Regions from separate parts of the Rattus norvegicus genome. Here region 1 is linked to region 2. A link is a contact called in public Hi-C data. All regions are on one chromosome and are shown on one strand. Each heading gives the region's core, a stretch centred on a gene start, on an enhancer-like site or on the middle of the called end of the contact. The rest is flanking DNA. Distances are from core to core; before and after follow the strand shown. Region 1 has its middle 49 kb from the start of Zfp648. Region 2 has its middle 89 kb from the start of Glul.

Region 1 (5,018 bases), core at 596-3,095, 170 kb after region 2:
GAAAGTCCAGTCCCCGCCTCCAGGGACATGAGCATTGCGGTGAGGACAAATAAAAGGTTCACATAAAAACATGAGAACAGAGGAGTGAGGGCTGGGTTACTCCCAGCAAGACCAGGGAGGCTGCTGGGAAGGCGCTAGGAGCTGGTGGGGGCAGGCGAGGAGAATGGGAATGTAGCAAAGTGAAGGGACAAGGTCAAAGGTATGGCAGAGCCAACAAGGACACAGAGGTCCAAGGAATGAGGTAAATACTGAGAGATCAACTGTGCAGCATGGCATCGTCAAGGGGTTGAGGCCTGAGATGCGGGCTAGGGGTTAGAAGGAATCAGAACATTCAGGAACATCTGAGCACACCACCATACAAGGTCACATAAATCACTTGCATAACAAAGTGTGTCCAGTCAGTAAATAGATGAGGGTGTGGGCGTATTTGGTAATTGCACCTCGCTGCCAAGATCAACAGTTCGTGCGCACAATTATTCATTAATCTTAACACATGTAAAACATAAGCGCTCAGTACCAGGTACTGGAGAGGCCTATGACCAGGGCTGTATTCCCAATAAAATCACGCACTAGTTTGACCTCTAAGGTGAGACTTCTGAGGGAAACTGTTGAAGGAATAAAGGACTGGAGCCTCCATCCAAAGACCTTTCAGTCTCTGTGGATAGAAACTATCTCCGTCGTATTTCTTTTTCATAAGTACTACCTACACTCTGCTGCCTCACCAAGGTAAGTGGGTCATTCCCAGAAGGAAACAATAGCTTAGATGGAGTGGAGAGTTCATCCTAAGCACGCAAGAACCAGGCAAGTGGAGTGAGTGCCTGAGGAGATTTTGAGGTGGAAGACAGCAGGGAGTGTGAGATCTACAGCCAGTGGGGAGTAGGAGTCATTTTATAGGAACACCAGCTGCTGCTAGTCAATGAGAATCAAGTTAGGATTTTAAAAAAAAAAGTGCAAATTTGTGTTTTCAGCAAGTGACATCTAAAGTTCTTCTCCTCCCAACCCCCACATGCCCAGGACCCAGCATGATGGGCTTGATACCCATATAGAGGAGAAGGCATGTAGGGAGGGAATCATTATTTACTAAGACATGGAGCCCTGACCCAACTACCTTTTGTGATGGACACGACACTGAATTCTGACATCTCTGTGTTTAAAAGGGGGGAAGGAACACCACTGTTCCCACAAATGAGTCAAGGTGGCGAATAGTGTCAGGTGTCAGGGCACCCCCTCCCCCAACACACACACACACACACACACACACACACACACACACACACACACACACACACACACACTTCTGACAGCTCTGGTGCTCAGCTGCTGGATAATCTCTGCCCTCAAGCCTGGACCAGGCTTCAGAACAGCTCCGCCCCCAGCCTGCCCCAGTCCCAGTGTGTGGCAGTTGATGGTTCCCTGGCTGTTTGTTCCGCTGAAGGAGACAGAAGACTGTACTGTGCTGGAATCCTGCCCTACCCATTCCGCACAGCTGCCTCCCCCAGCGCCTGAGAGTTGCTGAACAGACAGAGAATCAAAGATGATTACGGGCTGCTGGAAAACCGTGTGCTTCCGCCTGGCTGCATCTGCCTGCCAAGATGTTATGTAAGCCACAGACCCGTTCAGGCCTGGAACCAAACAATGCCGTTGACAGCCCTTCTGTGACCTGCTCGAAGTGAAGCTTCCAGGATCCCTGCCTGCCTCACCTGGAGTGCACCTGCCCCTGGAGAACCTTGCCCATCCTGCGCTGACTAGCCGCTTTTATATTTGTTTTGGGGTTTCCCGGTCTCTTCTCCCTTCCAGCACAGACGTATGGGTGGGTCAGGGCCAAGAGTTGACTTTGGTCAGATTCCAAGTGACTAAGACATTTTACTTCGGAAAGCTCCATTTCACAATCCAGGGGTTGTTTTTCAGCCTCCTAAGTGAATAATTCACTCTGGCTGTTTAGACACTAGAGCTGAACTCCTGGAGCCCCCAGATGACCTCCTGGCTGGAATGGGGCTGAGTGAGCTGCTCTGATAACCAAAACCTATTGTTCTCTAGCGATCCTAGATATGCCCCAGGGTCCAAGGCACCTAATGGATGCCAAAGAGCTTTTCTTCCAGCATGTCCATGACTTGGTTAAATGTGCTGGCTGCTCAGCGCTTCGGTTTTTTTTTTTTTTTCCTTCCTCTGCATTTTAATGCTAGGAATTCTGCAGATTTCTGCAGTAGGCACACTGGAAAATTCAAACTGACGTAACAGCTGTGCCCACGTTCAAGTGTATGTATTCATGTATGCGAGTGTGTACTTGTTTTTGCGCCTATGTGGCCTCCCGAGGTTGATGGCCCTTTCTCTAGCTCTCTCTTCTCTATACATTGAGACAAAGTCTTTCTGTTGCACCCAGAACTCACACATACAGCTACTCTGGCTCGTCACTTTGCTCCAGAGAACTCCTGTCTCCAGATTCCGATCACTGGAATCACAACAGGAGGACTGCCACCATCGCCCAGGAGTTATGTGGGTTCTGGGAATCCAAGCTCCAATCCTCATGCTTGCATGGCACGATTTACAAGTGCTAAGCCACCCTCTCAGCCTTTGTGTTCAGCATTTGCAGAAGCATAACCATTGCATCCGAAGTGAGCTCCCAGGCCCAGCATTGATGGTGTCCATGCAGGACTTAGACATTCAAACCTCATGGACATGGGTTTCCATTACCCTCCTTTTTGCAACCGTAGCTGGTGGTACACCAGAGTCAGGGCTCGAATCTTGGGACTTGGATTTTGGAGTTGGACTTCACTTGTATGGCAGGCCATAAGACCTTGTGCTATAGTTTGAACATGGCTGCATAAATGGACTATCCTGATCTCCTTTGTTTTCTATACATCACTTTATAACGCACAGGCTCTAAGGGTCCCGTTCTGACCGCCACCTTCATCTGTTCCGTCCTGGAAAGGGTGAGTAGGAGAGCCGCCGCTGCTGAGAACACTCTATTAGGAAGGACTCAGTCTTTGCTCCTGGCCCTCACCTTTCTCATTAATACAGGAAGGGGTGGGAGGAAGCCCTCACAGACCAGGATACCTGCACAGCTATTCAGTTCACTCCCATTCTCCATGGATGGCCAGGATGCCAGATCTAATGACTAACCCAAAACCCCACTCCTAGGAAGATGGCCTGAAAGATCATGTCCTAAGGAGAGCCATTTTGAACATGCTAAAACAGAAAGAAGAGGGGTTGTGGATTTAGCTCAGTGGTAGAGTGCTTGCCTAGCAAGCACAAGGCCCTGGGTTCGGTCCCCAGCTCCGAAAAAAGAAAAGAAAAGAACCCCCCCCCAAAAAAAAAACAGAAAGAAGAAATTGTCTTTTCTAGGTCCTATAGAAGGCCTACCAGCTCCCTCAGTCCACATAAGGGCAGATGTTTATGGTAGCACCCTGTAATCGACCCGGCACTGAGAGACCAACTTGTCTGTTGCCTGAGGACGACTTTATTCAAATACTGTATGGTGCATTCTGAGGCTGTGGAGGAACTGCTCTCCCATAGCTGCTTCTAAATTGGAGACCCCCACCTCAGATTCTGATGTCCTTCTCAAGGAAACCGTTCCCACTTGTTCCCACTGGACCTCAAGATGGTCTGCAGCTGTAAAGGGTGGTTCTGAATGCAGTAGAGTTTGGGCTTTCTTATTCTGCCTTGACCTCTGGTTTGGAGAGGTAACTACCTCTTAGAAGACAAGAGGCCTCTGTGGTGAGCTTGTGCAGCCCCTGCTGGCTTCCCGGATGGTAATTCCTTCATAGTTATTTGTGATTCCACACTAACATTTGGAAGACAAGACCTATGTTTTCTGGATAGGACCAGGAGACTGAGAAGTTTTGAGTTCCTTTCTCTTTGCCGCTGGAGGGGTGCTAGCCTCCTGCCTTGCTGTAAGCCTCCAACAAGGACCCCTAGAACTCCTCCTAGAGAGGGGCAGAGAATGAAATGAAGTGGTGTAATTTTACTTAAAGAAAGGGATTCACAAAGCATGCCCCCCCCGCCCCAATGAGACTAAAAGGAAGCTAGACCAGACAGATAACTAGGAAAAGCTGCACCGTTCAAATGTGGAGGCTGCATTGACCATGTCTCCCTATCCTCATTGTGGAACAGGTAGGATAGGAAGCTCTTAGCACAGTAGAATACTTATGTGTGCCCGAGAATCAGTGGTGCAAATAGACTGGCCAACTATTAGCCTGAATTTATGACATCAGCCTTCTAGGAACCCCTTCCTCAACTCCAGGCATTAAGATTACAATTCACTCTTGAAAGTTGGACATTAAATAAAGACATAAGCACAAAGAATCATTAGTCTCTCTCCCAATTTAGAGGTCCATAAACATTCTACTATACAATTTGGGGACTTATGTATTGAATCATTAACTGTTGCTGCTCAGTTAACTCTAAACCATATTATGTACTGTTGATCAGTTATCTCTGGAAGGGTCTAAGAATCCACGGATACTTATTTGGCCCTGAAGGAACAATGTTTAATAAATTTATTTCTTCATAACATCCTTAGATGTCCATAAAAGATGACAAAGATAGCATTCCATGTCTGTAACATCTTAGTTGGATGCGGTACATTTATTAGAATTAAATTAACAAGTCAACATGGATAATTAGGATTAGAATTAAAATTAAAATTCCAATAGCCTTTTTGGCCAGTGGTCTTGGGTATCAAACCCAGGGCCTTTCACATGCTAGGCAAGTGTCCTATTACTGAGTCCCATCCAGGCACCCTAATTTCTCAGAGCAATCATGGATCGGGATTCCACCTGGCAGATAGGAAACCTTTGCTGAGTTTAGCTCTCCCCTTTGGAACACTTATGGCTGTCTATTTTCTTGGGTATCTCCTGCAAGAAGAAAACATTAAATATTTTCTGGTCTAAAATCTGAATGGTTCATAGTAAAAGCAACTCTTGTACAACTTTACCTCAGAAATATTTTATAACAATAATGGTGTGAAATAGAGATTTAAGGATCATTTCATTCATTTGGAGCCTAGTCCTGACATTTTA
Region 2 (5,720 bases), core at 2,462-4,961:
CAGCACAGAGGAGCTCAGCACATGCAGAAGAAAAACCCGGAGAGGTATTACCAGCCAGGCACACCAGGGTCCACCTCCCAACTCCATCTCATTGCTGCTGATTTTGAACAGGCGAGCCAAGCCTTTGAATCCCACTTTCATAGCACATAAACTGAAGATATTTGCCTGTCTGAGGAGATACAATTTAAGGGATACCCTGACCAGAAAGTGCTGAACAAGTGCCCAGTGTAGACCCTCAGTCAACCATTTACTCCTTTAGGTGGGACAAATGAAGAAACAGAGTTAAATATTAGGGCATTTTCTAAGGCTAGCAAGATGGGTTAGTAGGTTAGGGTGTTTGCTGCCAAGTCTGATGATCTGAGTTCGACCCTCGGGATACACATAGTGGAAAGATAGAACTGACTCAAGGAAGTTGCCCTCTGCCCTCTGCCCTCTGCCCTCTGCATGCTTGCACAACCCCCGAATGAACAAAAACAAACGTTTAAAAAAAGTTTTCTAGTGTCACCCCTTTGACAAACAACTACTGATCATCATTGATCACATGTTAGACCTTGAGCTAGATGCCGGAGGATATAGAAAATGCCACCTCTCATAGAGAGCATGAAGTAGTTGGTTAGAGGGATGGCACACAAAGATCAAAAGTCAAGAAGGGAAAGAAGCTGTCCCAAGAGAACTGGCTGCTCTTCCAGAGGACCAAGTGCAGTTTCCAGTACCCACATGGCAGCTCATAACTGGATGTAATTCCAGTTCCAAGAGATCCAATGCCCTCTTCTGAAAGCATAGGCGTGCACATGGCAAAACACAATACACATAAAATAAAAATAAAATAAATCTTTAAAAAAAAGGAACTGTTGCAAGATTTGTGCATGAATGGGAAGAAGATCTTCCAGGCCAAGAGTTCTGGGCACCATGTGCTGCGGGTTCAGAGAGAGTGATGGCGTGAGCTGGGAAGGTTTTGAGAAGCAGGAGAAACATGAGTCAGATCTGGAACATGGCTAGGATTTGAGGCAGAGAGGAGTTACGTTCAATGGCGGACAGAATGAAGCAAATGGAAAACCCAGCTGTGAGTGGGAGAACACGGGCACAAGCCAGTATGATTGCAGACATGAATCCTAGGAGGTGAGGAGGGGAAAGATGGTGGCCTCAGGCTGGGGTGGGGAGAATGGGGAGCCAGGCTAAGAACTTCAGATTATAGGCAAGGTCTTCTTCATTGTGTATTCTGAGCCATTCATGCTTGTTCCACCTCTACCGTGCAGTTTTAAAACATCACTATTCCTTAGCATTTACACATGGCCTGCACTATTTTCTTTGCTGTATAGTCTGTCACTGTCATACTGTGCTCTAAGCAAGATTGCAGATTCCATAGGGCAGGTCACTTAAGGGTTACACAAACTGCATGATTCAGGGGAGGCAGCCTGCCTTAGAGGCTGGAAGGTAAGGAAGATTGGAGGAGAAACACCGAGAGGCTATTTTAAATGTGCTGGATATCTGGACCTCTATATAGCTGGTATTATTTCCAGCAACAATTTCACCATTTCAAAAAACAGAACCACTACCCAACAAAGCTCTGTGAAATTAAAAAAACAAACAAAAACCCAGAACCACAATGTATCCCCTACTCCTCTCATAGTTTAGCATCCCTGCCTTTTGAGCACCAGCTGCCTGTTCTCATCTTTGACCCCAGGAGGAAATCAACCAGGAGCCTTGGGAGTCAGGTGACTAAGGGCAGGAGACAAGCCCTGTGCAGAACAAACAAGGCCTGCTCTCATGTTTGCTTTGGTTTAAAGAGTTACTGGGGATCCTGTGCTAACCTTTTAGTTTTGCAGGGAGCTTTGGTCTCTTTTCAAAAAGCTGTTCCAAAGTAGCAGTTTCTTCACGGGACCTGTCAGACAAATCCTTAAAATAGACCTTCTCTGTGGTCAGCAAGTGTGGCAGCAAGAACACCAGGGCCATTGGCCCCAGTCATGTGTCAGGACAGTGGCCATTCAGGAGTATTTACTTTTGATTTTTCATCTTGGTATATCTTTAAGCCATATTCTTCAATGACTCCAACCACCTCTAAGTAGTTGACTCTTCTCCTGGGAATCTGTGCCCAGATGTGACTAGAGCCCTTTATGGCAGGACATGCACACCAGGGGTCTCATTGTTCTAGAACCCCTTGCTTTGGTCTTACGGTACCTCTTGACCTTCTTATCTAGAAAGAAAAGATGAGACTGAGGGTGAATCTGAGTAAGAGCTCATTTGTTATCACTTCTAGAAGAAAAACAGGGCAAGATTCCTCTTTAACAGGGGCCCACTCATACTACCAGGTGTCATGGTTGGGGCTTTGACTGGCCTTGCAGATGTGAACTACATCTGGTTAATTCCTCTCCCTCATGTACACTTCCCGCTGAGTCTGTTTGGCTTTTTACAGGCACCTCCAAGTCACAAGTGTGTGAACCTTGTAGGAGTCATTTCCCCTGGTCTCTGCTCATCATGTTCTTTCTGATTATGAGTCTCTCCCTGTATCCATTTAAAGCCTTCCTACACTTCAAGGCCAGTACAAACCTCCCTCCTCTGCAAAGCCTTTCCAGAATGTTCCTCACATTTAGTGCTAGCACTGATCTTGTTTTAAGTGGGTTAGATTGGCTTCATCAGATGGCTTTCAAATTCTAGGAGGATAGAGGGCCTATCGAATCCTTTCCCAATAGTATTCCAACCACCCCCAAGACTCCTTTCCTATCTGCTTCCACTGTTCCTTTGTTCACTTCTGACCAGCTCCTAACTAATTGAATGAAGGCAGAGATCCATTCATGCTTGCTGATTGGTTGATTTATTCAGAGCTTACATTAAAAAGAAGAAAATAATAAAGCAAAATAATAAAAGGTTGAGTGTGATCGATGCACCCTGTTCTGCGCCTTTGAAAAGGAGTACATCGAAACCTATAAAAGCCTTCGTGTATGTTTCTCTCATTTAACCACCCACCAAGAGATTCTGACTCTAGCCTCTGCCTTCCTCAGAATAATTCACCCATAAGTAGACACTAATTAGCATCTGTTAGTGGTACCTACCTGGGCACTGGGGAGATGGCTTAGTAGTTAGCAGCACTCACTGACTCTTTCAGAGGACGCAGGACGCAGGACCCAGTTCCCAGTTCCCAGCACCCACTATGGCTTTCAACCATCTGTAACTCCAGTTCTAGGAGACCTAATGTCCTCTTCTGATTTCTACAGGTTCCTGCATGAATGTGATGAACTTCTATATACTCAGGCACACACACATAAAATAAAATGAGATATTTTTGTTTTGTTTGTTTTTTGAGACAGGGTCTCTCTATGTAGCTCTGGCTATCCTAGACTGCAGACCAAGCTGGTTTTGCACTCACAGAGATCCACCTTTCTTTGTCTCCAAAGTGTTAGGATTGAAGATATGTGCCCCACATGCAGCTAAAATAACGGGAAGTGAAGAGAGCTGTGGGCAATTGTAAGAGATGACAAAGGAGAACCAAAGGTTCAGGGACCAGAATGAAGGGCTTCGGCTTTCAAGAGCACAGATTGATTCTCAAAACAAGTCCTGTTGACTTAATGCTATGAAAAGGACCAATCACACAAGTGGAGCCCCAGCCCTGAGCACCTGAAGAGACTTCTGGGTGAGGGGAGGTGGCCCTAAGCCCTGTCTGAGGGATGGCCAAAACTACCGGTCTGTGTAACAGTCGGGAAAGGTTCCCGAAAAGAGCTAAATTTAGCCCGGTGCCTGAGGGCATGAACTTCAGAGGAAAAGGGCAAATGAGGAATCACTCAATGTGCCAGAGAGAGAGAGACCAGCAAGCTGTACCCACGCCTGGTGGTTTACAGTAACAGCCAAAAAGGACTGACTGTCTCACCGGGTGCTACGGCTATAGCAGCTACCACATGGCTGCCTTATAGCCACAGGCACCTGCTTGTGCGCGTCTCTGTCTCTGAGGGAGTTTACACTGAGGACCTAGAGTCTTCCTGGACATTTAGATCAGGAACTTGTCAATCCCTCATGCCTGCTGAGAAAACTGGGAAACGTGAAGTCTCTCAAGGATCTAGGTAAAGGGCTGAGCGTTACAAAAGCATGTCAGCTTGTATCCAAGGAGCTGCAATATTGGAACAAGCAGTTTCCAGTGTGCAATAGCTTGGCGATGTCATGACAGAACAGCACCTACTGATGGAGCACAAAGAAAAGCATCGAGTGCATTGTTGATCTGGACAATGAGTCTAAATTGGGGAAAGCCATAATGAAGGTGGCTTGAGGGCTCTCATGATTAAGAGCATATTTCAAAGTAAGAATGGAGGGCACCTCCTGGGTAGCTAATTTGTAAAGAGTCACCCTTTTGTAAAGAGTCACTCGGTCCTCAGAGGTGAGTATCAACACCAACGTACAGATGTGGCTGCCAGCTCCAAAGCCTGAGTTCTTCTGCATGGTTCTCTCTGTTCTCCATGGTTGCAGAGTCTCATCCAGGAGGAACCTACAGAAAACCAGTATAACCAGAACATAGAGGAAGGGAGGGGGGTTCTTGTTGGTAAGATGTCAGGTTATCTTGGACCAATCAAAAGCTAACAATCTATTGACACCCAGCTTGGTAACTTGCTACCTGAAGTTTCTATTTCCTGTAAAACGGCTAACCTCTGGTGAATACACTTGGTAGGTAAAAGGGGATGCCCCCCACCCCCACCCCCACTCTCTTTGCTTTTAGCATAAGATTGCCTTTCTGCTCCCTGCCCAGTTCCCTTGACCTTTGCCCTCAGCACCAGGAAAGCGCATACTTGCCCAACCTTTATGCCACACAGTTCAGAGCAACACATGCTCTAATCTGGACTAAGTCCACTTAGCAGAGGCATAGGTGGCCCTCTGCTGACCCTTCCTGGAGACTCTCGTATTGCCAGGGTTCTCCCATCTGTGCTAATGGGAATGGGGAGAGGATGAGGCGAAACAGACAGAAAACTGTTCTTCCACTGTTAAGTCAGGAAGTGGCCCCTCAGGTAAGCACCATGTCTTCCTCCACTTTTAGCTCCTCCCATTTCTTTGCGTCACTGACCATTAGCTTCCTGAGACATATTCAACACCAAAGAGGCCGGCAAGCATCAAGGCACTCCTTCCCAGTTCCAGACATCTAAGACCTGTATTCAGAGATTGCCTGGCCCCCATTGGTCCCTTGGTTTCCTTTGCTCTTCCTGTCTGAAGGCTACTGTTCCTAACAGCTGTGTCTTGGGCATTTTTCTCTTCTTAAGGATCTCAGGCTCTCTGGTCCGGAAAAATCTCACCCTTTGGTGTGATTGTGATCATTGATCATGTTGCGATCTCTCTTTGCAGTCCCAACATCTGCTCCTTCACTAGACACCTCCACTTGGAAGTCTGGAGACACAGTGGGTCTTTACAAGTGGTTCAATCGGAGGGGGCCCAATTTGTAGCTCAAAGGCTAACATCCCAGGCAGGGGAAAGCCTCTGGGTTCCTGGCCCCCTTTACCCTTGTTGCCTTGTGAGGTCAGTTGGAGCGCTGAAGTGTCGAAAGACTTGAGATTACCATCCTGACTACCTCTAACATCTATTTGTCTCTGGGAAGATTATAGGACAAACTGAGGTACGCAGGATGCAGTCCCGATCGGAATTCTAGTTCTGGTTTGGGGCATGACCCTTTGCCCCTCTGAGTCTCTGGAGGAGGTTGAGCTGGATGATATCAAAAGTCTTCTGAATTCACATTTCAGTGGGAGACATCC

What was found. A called contact is a pair of places that touch in the nucleus more often than the background predicts.
Region 1: a Hi-C map of liver shows a contact between it and region 2, with 3 times the contacts expected there. The contact joins two enhancer-like sites. A contact is called at or near these places in 3 of 12 Hi-C or Micro-C datasets (kidney and liver).

What each region holds. Positions count from the first base shown.
Region 1 is chr13:68,836,461-68,841,478 of GRCr8, forward strand. No RefSeq gene overlaps it. Among named protein-coding and RNA genes, the nearest start is that of Zfp648, 49 kb to the right of the region's middle. Within about 2 kb of position 1,846, at least 84 of the 93 cell types and tissues checked have an H3K27ac peak or open chromatin away from gene starts, as enhancers often do. A contact at or near this core is called in liver, where this site is marked.
Region 2 is chr13:68,662,205-68,667,924 of GRCr8, forward strand. No RefSeq gene overlaps it. Among named protein-coding and RNA genes, the nearest start is that of Glul, 89 kb to the left of the region's middle. Within about 2 kb of position 3,712, at least 5 of the 93 cell types and tissues checked have an H3K27ac peak or open chromatin away from gene starts, as enhancers often do. A contact at or near this core is called in liver, where this site is marked.